2 separate regions of the Anas platyrhynchos genome follow, and region 1 is linked to region 2. Evidence: chromatin contacts called from public Hi-C data. All regions are on one chromosome and are shown on one strand. The core of a region is the stretch at or near the end of the contact, and the rest is flanking DNA. Distances in the headings are between cores, read along the strand shown. Region 1 overlaps SCMH1 (Scm polycomb group protein homolog 1). Region 2 holds the start of SCMH1 (Scm polycomb group protein homolog 1).

Region 1 (3,948 bases), core at 651-3,150, 63 kb after region 2:
TATACAGGGCGGAGAGAAACAAGGTACAATTCTAAATCCCTTTGAGAAATTCAATTTTATCCTGCAGGCAATCAATTAATGGCCCGTTCCACTATGAAATTTAAGCAGAAGCAGGGATATTTGCATTTCAGAGAATGTTTTTTAAGAACTTGAGCCCGAAGTACTCAGATAGGTGTATTTCCTGAGCAAGGAGGTGTCTGCTCATGGTGTGGCACACTGCAGCACCTGAGCTATTTCTAGTTTGCCAAACTGACAGCAGTGAGTAGCAGGGGGAAGTCTCCATTCATTGTGCCCTTGACAGGAAGGCAGAAAGACAAGAAGGGGATCTCTTCATATATTGTTTTTCTTCTTACACTCACTGCTATTAATGTAGCTTTTTGCTAAAAAGCTGCAGTTCCAGCACAGTGGGGACCCCCTTTTGAAAGACTATCATTTGTTGGAAACAGTGGGTGTTTAGTAGTTGTGCAAATCAGATTTGTGCTTGTGGCCAAACTGTGTTTTAGCAGTAAAACTGCACTCTTGAATCTATAGCATTATTTGTTTAATTAAACTTTAATTATCTGCTCCCTGCCTCTCCACCACTAATTGTGGCATGTTTTCCTACAATGCTCCAAAAGCAAGCCTGTATTTAAAACTAGCAGTTCATATAAGAAATCTGCCTAAGAATTAACCACCTCCTCCTCCCTCCAAAAACTAGTTATCAAGGGCAGAAGGATTCTGGATAGTGTGTGTGCCTGAAAGCAGTCTGTGCGCTGCCACCTGCAGAAGCATGTTGTCTTCTGCTGTAGCTGATTCACAGAGCTAGTCAAAATTTTCCCTTTGCTTTGTTTCCCTCTCCCCTCTCTGACGGTATCATTTGTGTAAGCAGCTCCCTGTGTGTTTGCATTTTTAAGAAAGTTCGAGACCTCTCTTGCACTGACCCTACCAAGAAGCCTCCAGCTCTGCTGCAGTATTTACAGCACAACCAAGCACTCACCAACCCTGAGACAGGGAACCTGAGGATGAGTGTGCAGCTTTAATTCTAGGCAAAAAAGCAGTGCTCCCAAGTTGTGTGGCTGCATGCTCTTCTTCGGATGTTTGATCATGAGCACGTGTGAGAACATGATCACATATTTGAAGAACGCATCACAGAGCATTCACGTCAGAATAATGACAGCGTGTTAATTGTTGAGTTAAATATGTTTCGAGGGTGAGTTCTGGATCCTTAGTGTTGCACCGACACGAACCTATGCATGTGGTCTTCCAGCCTCCCAAGCTGCAGCCTTCTCCAGCCGAGCTCTGAAATTCTGCTGACAAACATCCCTCTGCATGAGCTTCGGTGTCGTCATTAGCAGTTGGACACGCACTTCTGCCTGACCCAGCACATCTGGGGCTTCCTGGCAAGCTGAGGCTGTGCGTCACTCGCAGAGGGAGTCGTGTTTCCCTGGAGGCTGGAGCTGAGCTGCACAGACCCCTGCCTGTGCCATATCTCTGCTGTGCCTGCCCCTGTCCTGCCACAAGGCACGCAGAGCGGTGCAGCAGGCTGTGCCCCCCAGCTGCTCTCACGCCACCGCACGTTCCAGGAGTCAGACGTAACCCTTTGCACAGATGTTCCAAGAAGTGTGTATGAAATGGGAAGTGATTTGTGTTTCAAGAAAAACTGTCCTGATGTTGGAGAGGAAACCCAAGGTAGCTTCTGCGAAGGGGCTCCTATGAAGAGCCAGTGGTGCAAATCGCATCCACTGCGTGTCTGGGCTCAGGACAGGGAGTCTCAGTCTGCCTTGGAAGCAGGCAGCCAGCTCAGTGCTGGGTTTGCACCCAGTTTTGTGCTGTTCCAGTGTGGAACAGGAGTGACGGAGGAGTGCAGAGTTATTCAGGAACAGTCATGAATCAGAACCCCTTGTCTGATTCACAGAGAGCAAGTGAAAACACATCTTCCCACATGGGAAACTGCTGGCACGCCGGCCAGCAAACATCACCCAGAGAGTATCAGTCTTTACATGAGCACTGGTTCTGCTCCTTAAGGATGTGCTGTTGGTTTCTAAGAACATCACAGTGGCCTAAGAGCAAATAAATGCAGAAGTGCCTCAGATGCAGAGCAGCAAAACTCACAAGATGGAGCATTGCATTTATGAAGGTGATAAGCTCACACCTGCTTCACTGGACTGCTGAGCAGCCAGGCAAAAAGGGGTGTTTGTATCTTACGACATAATGAGGTGCTGCCTGGCAAGCTGAGGTCTGCCCACCCACAGCTGAGCTTGCCCCTGGGTTCTCTGCTCAAATACAGACAGCAACAGCACCAAAAACAGAGGATCCCACTTCACAGAATAGCCTTGGAGTTCATAGGAAACAAAGAAAGTAAATTGCTTCCAGGAGAAGGTTGGCAGGGCCCAGCCTCTGGAGCACTTGGGTTTGGGCTCAGGCAAGCTGCATCTCCCTTCTCTGGAGCATAAAAGCGTCAGCCTAGCAGAAATGCCTGGGCAGAACTTTTGGGTTTCATGGGCTGTGACGCCAGCTCAGCACCCGCACCACCATCCCACTTCAGCACCAGTTGTGCTGGATTTTCTCCTGCTGGAGCAGCTCCCAAGGCTTCCCCTTCCTCGCAGCCTGCTGCAGCGTTTGGGTGGGTGCTGGTGAAGGTGCTGCAGTTTCCAGCCAGGCGCAGTGGCACAGCCCAGAGGAGTACATGTACACAGGAACCACGCCTCGTAGGAGACACTTTCCAGCTGTGCAAACTTGCCAGGTTTTTCATGATAAAGAACCCAAGAATTTGAGGATGATTCATAAAGCACCAGCTCCACCTGGACTGAGATTAGGTTGCATTGTGCCATAGTAAAACCTACAAACGTGGTCCTAGGATGTAACCATCCCAGTATAACAGCAAAGGGAAATCTTGCCCAGAGGTTCACTTGCTGGTATGCAGATCTCAGTGGAACATCATCCAGGGCAGCTTTCTCCATTCCCCACCCTGGAAGGGCTGGTGAGGAGGCCAAGCAGGCAGTTGGACCCCTGCCTGGGGAGAGCCTTCTGTCCTGCCCCAGCGATGGGTGCTGGTCACCAGCTTCATTGTGCACTGAAGGGCCCAGCCGCAAGGCAGGAGGGGTGCACAGCTGATCCCCACTTCTGGGTGCTGCCCCATGCCACTGCTGGCCATGATGGGGCAGGTGAGCTGCTCGGAGGAGCCTGCTGCTCCCTCCTGCTCTGTGTGTGCTGCTGTCCACTCCAAGGCATGAGTCTGGCTAAATACCCCCACAGTCCCAATGGCCCAGGCCGTTCCCTTGCACACTGATGCCCATGATGTGTGGGCCTTGAGTCTGAAATGCAGGGAGCTTCCTCTCCCAGCTCAAAGCAGTCGTGGAAGCAGTAAGAGGCTGCAGGAATGCAACCTGGAGCTGGTGGTGGCATTAGCAGAGTAGCTGTTGCTCAAATCTGGGTATCAACCGTTACCGCTGCTCCCTGGTTGGACTGGAGCTTGCCAGGCAAACACCAGGCCGCAGTGCTTTAGGCGTGCATATTGCAGTTTGGGTACTTTGGAGGAGCCCCTCAGTGCAGCGGTGTGACACCTGCTCCTGCAGCCGCGTGTACGCCCTGCATGGTGCTGCCTTGCCGCGGCTCTGCTCACTGCTCTTGAGCCGTGACGTGGGGCTGCGTGGCATTCATGTGCACTGATTGCAGCTTGGTGCGTTCCAGGTGAAACCTTTGTTCTGGGAGATGGCCTCCCAGGGCCCTTGGAGCCTCGCCTGGACCCCATGGACTCTGCCTTGAACTCTGTCAATTCATCCAGCCACAGCAGGAGCTCCAGAGACTATCGCCTGCAAGGATACAGGCACCTGCACCAACCCTCTAGCCTCACTCAGGGCAGTACCTCTGCCTTGCGTAGGCTTAGCTCTGGGGGTAAGAGAGTTAAGAAGCCAGCCCTCCGATTGTAAATCTGGCAATAAAGGGCTTTTCTAACTGCAGTTACATCTT
Region 2 (3,913 bases), core at 500-2,999:
TAGTCTCACTCTCTCCTACTGTGCTGGCTCCAGCTGTGTCTCAGCTGTTTCAAGTGTTAACTGGCCTTAAGCTGTGGGACATGATACCTGACAGACAGGAGTGGGTAATTCTAGTCTCAGGCACAAGAGAGCTCTCCCTGAGGACATTGTCTCCTCACTGGGCAGAGCTCTATCAGGCACAACCTTTCCAAACACAGCCAGGCTCCATCTGCACCAAGGATGCTTCCTTCTGATCTTTTGCTTTGGTTTTGAGCTAAAATTCATGAGTTTCCATGTAATCCCACAGCACAAGAGAACAGTCAGGGAGAGACTCAGATGTTCGTCATGTCACTACGTGCACTTTGGAAAGCATTCAGGTGCTTTTTTCCTGAGAAGGTTTGTCACATATGTCCATGAGTCACTCCAAAGTGATGTCTCCATATTCTCAGTGAAATATCTGTATTGTGAGAAGTCACAATTACCCAGCAGCAGTCCTTTACACTCACTGACCATTGACTCGAGCAGCTCTGAAGATAACTAGATCTCCAGAATGCAATATACGTGTTGGTATTTTTCAGGCAAGCCAGCACACAGAGAGAGGACACAAGCTCTTGCTCTGTAACTAGCCGCAGCACGATCTAGTTGATAATTAAGATGAATGGCTTTGTTCAGTTGCAGTATCTTGCAATGGAAGTGGGGTCCTCAGCATGGCCAACCCAGCAGCCAGAACATTTGTGCAGAACAAGAGGGAAATGGCACCCTCAGCTGGGAACCTGGCTCCAGGACCACCGTGTGCTGCTGCCTTCTGGCTGCACCGGGGCTTCTGCTGCCTGCCCACCCTGTGGGGCACAGAGACCTGGGGACAGGACAGAGGCAGGCGTGAGCGGGTGGGGGGCTCTGCTGTGGGTAGAGGTGGCTGTGGCTGTGTTGGTGCACAGGGGGAAAGGGGACAAAGGTGGCCCTTAGAGTAGCCGTGTGTCGGACTGAGTTTTCTCTAGCTGAGGGGTGCTAGGGGATGGTTCAGGGTACTGTAGGCTCTGCTTGCACTGCAGGACAGGGCACGTCCACCTCTGGTGGGGGTTGGCTTGCACAAGGGTTGGTCTGCAAGCCATGAAGGATGCCATGAAGGTACTGAGCACCTCCCGTACCGTATTCTGCGCTCTCTGCACTGAGTACAGCAGTGGCTTGAGGTGCCCTCTGGCTGGGGGCAGGGAGGTTTGGGGCGCTGGGATCCCTCTGTGCTGTCCCCACCTGCAACGTGGCTGCAGGGCTGCATGCAGGGCGAGGGCCTGGTTGGGACACGAGGCCGGGGGGCATCTGGGGGGCCAAAGAGAAAGTTTGGGGGTGTGGGGGGAACGAGATGCCCCTTATCCAACGGCACCACTGGCCGGGTGTGAGCTGTGTGCGGGACACATCTCCAAGCACCGCCACGAAGCAGCAGCAGGCTGGACAGAAGCATGGCTCCAGCTGCCGAGGGGGAGCGCGGCGTCCCCTGGGGCCCCTCTCCCGCTCGTCCCACGGCCGGGTTAGGACGCGAGGTCCCCGCGGGCGCCCCGCAGCCCCCCACACCCGCGGCGTGTCCGCGGGGGGCCGAGGGGAGAGCCGGGGGTCAGGCCCCGGGCCCGGCCAACACCTGCGTGCAGCGGGCCCGGGGCACGGGGAGCGGGGGGGTGGGGGGGGCAGCGGAGGCCGCGCAGCGCCGGGCCCCGCCGGGGGCCTCCCCTCCGTGCGGGCCGGGCCGGGCCGGGCCGGGCCCCCCGCGGCCCCGCAGCCCCCGCGCGGCGCTGTCCCGGCGGCAGGGGGCGGCGCTGGGCCGGGCCGGGCCGCCGGCCGCCGCGCTCCCTCCCCCGCTCCCCGCCTTCACTGCGCATCGGAAACATGGCGGCGGCGAGGGACTGAGCAGCAGCGCCCGGCGGCCGCGCAGGTGAGGGGGCGGCGGGGGACGGGCACGGCGCGGCCCGGCCCAGCCCGGCCCGGCTCGGCTCGGCTCGGCTTGGCTCGGCCCGGCCGGGAGGCGCGGCGCTGGGCACGGCCCGGCCGGCACCGCCCGCGGGGCTCCGGGCACGGCGCTGCCCGCGGGGTGGGCGAAGGCAGCGCGGCCCCAACGCCGCCCGCGGGGGCAGCCCGGGGGGCGCGGCCGGGCCCGGCGCGGAGCAGCGCGGAGCGGAGCCCGGCTGTCAGCGCGGCCCCAGCGCCGCCTGGCCCGCAGCGCCCCGGCCTGGCAGCGCCCCGGCCCGGCCCCCCCCGCGCTGCCCGGCCCGGCCCGGCCCTGCCCGGCCCCGCCGCCACCTGTTGGTGCCCTTGGGGGCCCGGCCCCGCTCCTGCCCCTTGTCGGGCCCGGGGCCGGCTGCCCGCGGAGCAGCCCCGGGAGCTCGGGGCTTTGTTGCGCCCCCTGAGCTGGCTCCGGGCAGGGCTGGGCGATGGGGCCCCGTTAAGTGCAGGGGGATTCGGGTCCTGAGCTGTTCCCGCAGCGCTTTGCGGTGCCTCGCATCGGCCCCCGACGGCCCGTGAGTGCTTTCAGCAGGCTGCCTGAGCCCCTGGCCCGCCCCGGTGCTGTGTGCTGCCCGCTGACACCCCGGGTATGAAAAGGGAGCGGGGACACGGGGACGTGCTGCTGGAGGTGCCGCAGGCTCCCGCTGCCAGCCCGCGGTGCTGCCTGCCCCTGGCCGCAAGCCCTGGAGGACAGCAGCGAGGCCGTGGTGTGGGGATGGACAAGGGCAGAGCTGGGAGCAGGAGCGGGCATCGCGCACAGACCTGCCCCTGGGACACTGCTGGCGAGGGGTGAAAGGCAGTCCCAGGGACTGGCCAGAGACATCCCGCAATTACTGTCCCCGGGGGAGCATCTGCTTCTCCTTCGTAGCCCCTCTGAACCAAGGGTTTGAGCGGAGCTGGGATTCGAGCAAAATCGAGCTTTTCATGCATATTAAGATGTTTAAAAATAAATACGGTGTCAGGCTGGCTTCTACCGCACATCGCTCAGGTTCAATCCACACGCTCTTTGAAGCTCTGGTGTAAAACTGTGGCAGCAGTTTGGAGTCTTGATGACTGAAGGCAGAGATAATAAATCCAAGTCTGTGGCCTGTATTTTGGATATGCTCAGTAACATCGGCTTTGGCCTTGGCCGTTTTAGGTTCAGCAGCTCTATACTGAACTTAATTATCTCCGTGGATAAAATAAGAACGCAGAGACCCAGCTCCAGGGTACCCAGCTTTGATTTTTGGCTCCATTTCTGTTTACTGTTGTTGTTTATAGTAAACACTGTGCTCTGAGTGGCTGAGAACAGCCATGTGGCAGCTCCTCTCCAGCAGCCAGTAATATTGGGGAAAACGCTCTCCCGTATCACTTCAATTGCTGGAGTAACGGCGCACGGCTGCCTGTGCCGAGCTGCTGGCAGAGGGACAGCTGCCTCCTCTCCTCCTCTCTGCTGGCCTCTTCCCTTTCAGGTGTTGCTCTCGGACGTTAGCTGGCCAGGGTGAGGTGTCCCAGCACACATTCTGGAAATATTTGGCATACAGGGTGATAGTTTCATACCTCCCTTGTGCTTCAGAGCTGTCACCAGCAGCAGCTGGTAACTCGGCGCTGCTGTAGGGGATGGAGCCCAGCCTGTGGGCAGCCGGCGCTTGGGACGAGCTGCTGGGAGGGTCTGTGCTGCGTGGTCGGGTAGTTCAGGGTCTGCCCAGTAGATGGTATGAAAATGCAGACGGAAATAGGAAGAGACTTTTACAGTGGGCGAGATGGAAATACACACGGCTGTGCTATTTCAGATCTTTATTTTAGTAAAGGTTGAAGTGTGATTTGTTTTGAGAGACAGAAGTTGACCCAAGGTGCTCCTGCTTTAGCATTTACATCTGAGGAAATGACACATCTGTGTCTTGATAATCCGCTTTTTAGTCAAATATTTGGTATTAAATAAATCAGGTGATTAGCTAATTAA

Evidence for each region. Hi-C and Micro-C count contacts between places; a contact is called where the count stands out from the background.
Region 1: a contact with region 2 is called in a Hi-C map of skeletal muscle, with 1.7 times the contacts expected there. The contact joins the enhancer-like site here to the promoter of SCMH1 in region 2. A contact is called at or near these places in 2 of 8 Hi-C or Micro-C datasets (skeletal muscle and subcutaneous adipose tissue).

Annotation. Positions count from the first base shown.
Region 1 is chr24:6,670,696-6,674,643 of IASCAAS_PekinDuck_T2T, forward strand. It overlaps SCMH1 (Scm polycomb group protein homolog 1), which reads left to right. Exons shown (of 14, transcript XM_072027297.1): 12 at 3,670-3,873. Among named protein-coding and RNA genes, the nearest start is that of CTPS1, 30 kb to the right of the region's middle. Within about 2 kb of position 1,901, at least 5 of the 8 cell types and tissues checked have an H3K27ac peak or open chromatin away from gene starts, as enhancers often do.
Region 2 is chr24:6,608,224-6,612,136 of IASCAAS_PekinDuck_T2T, forward strand. SCMH1 (Scm polycomb group protein homolog 1) reads left to right here and starts at 1,750. Exons shown (of 14, transcript XM_072027297.1): 1 at 1,750-1,903.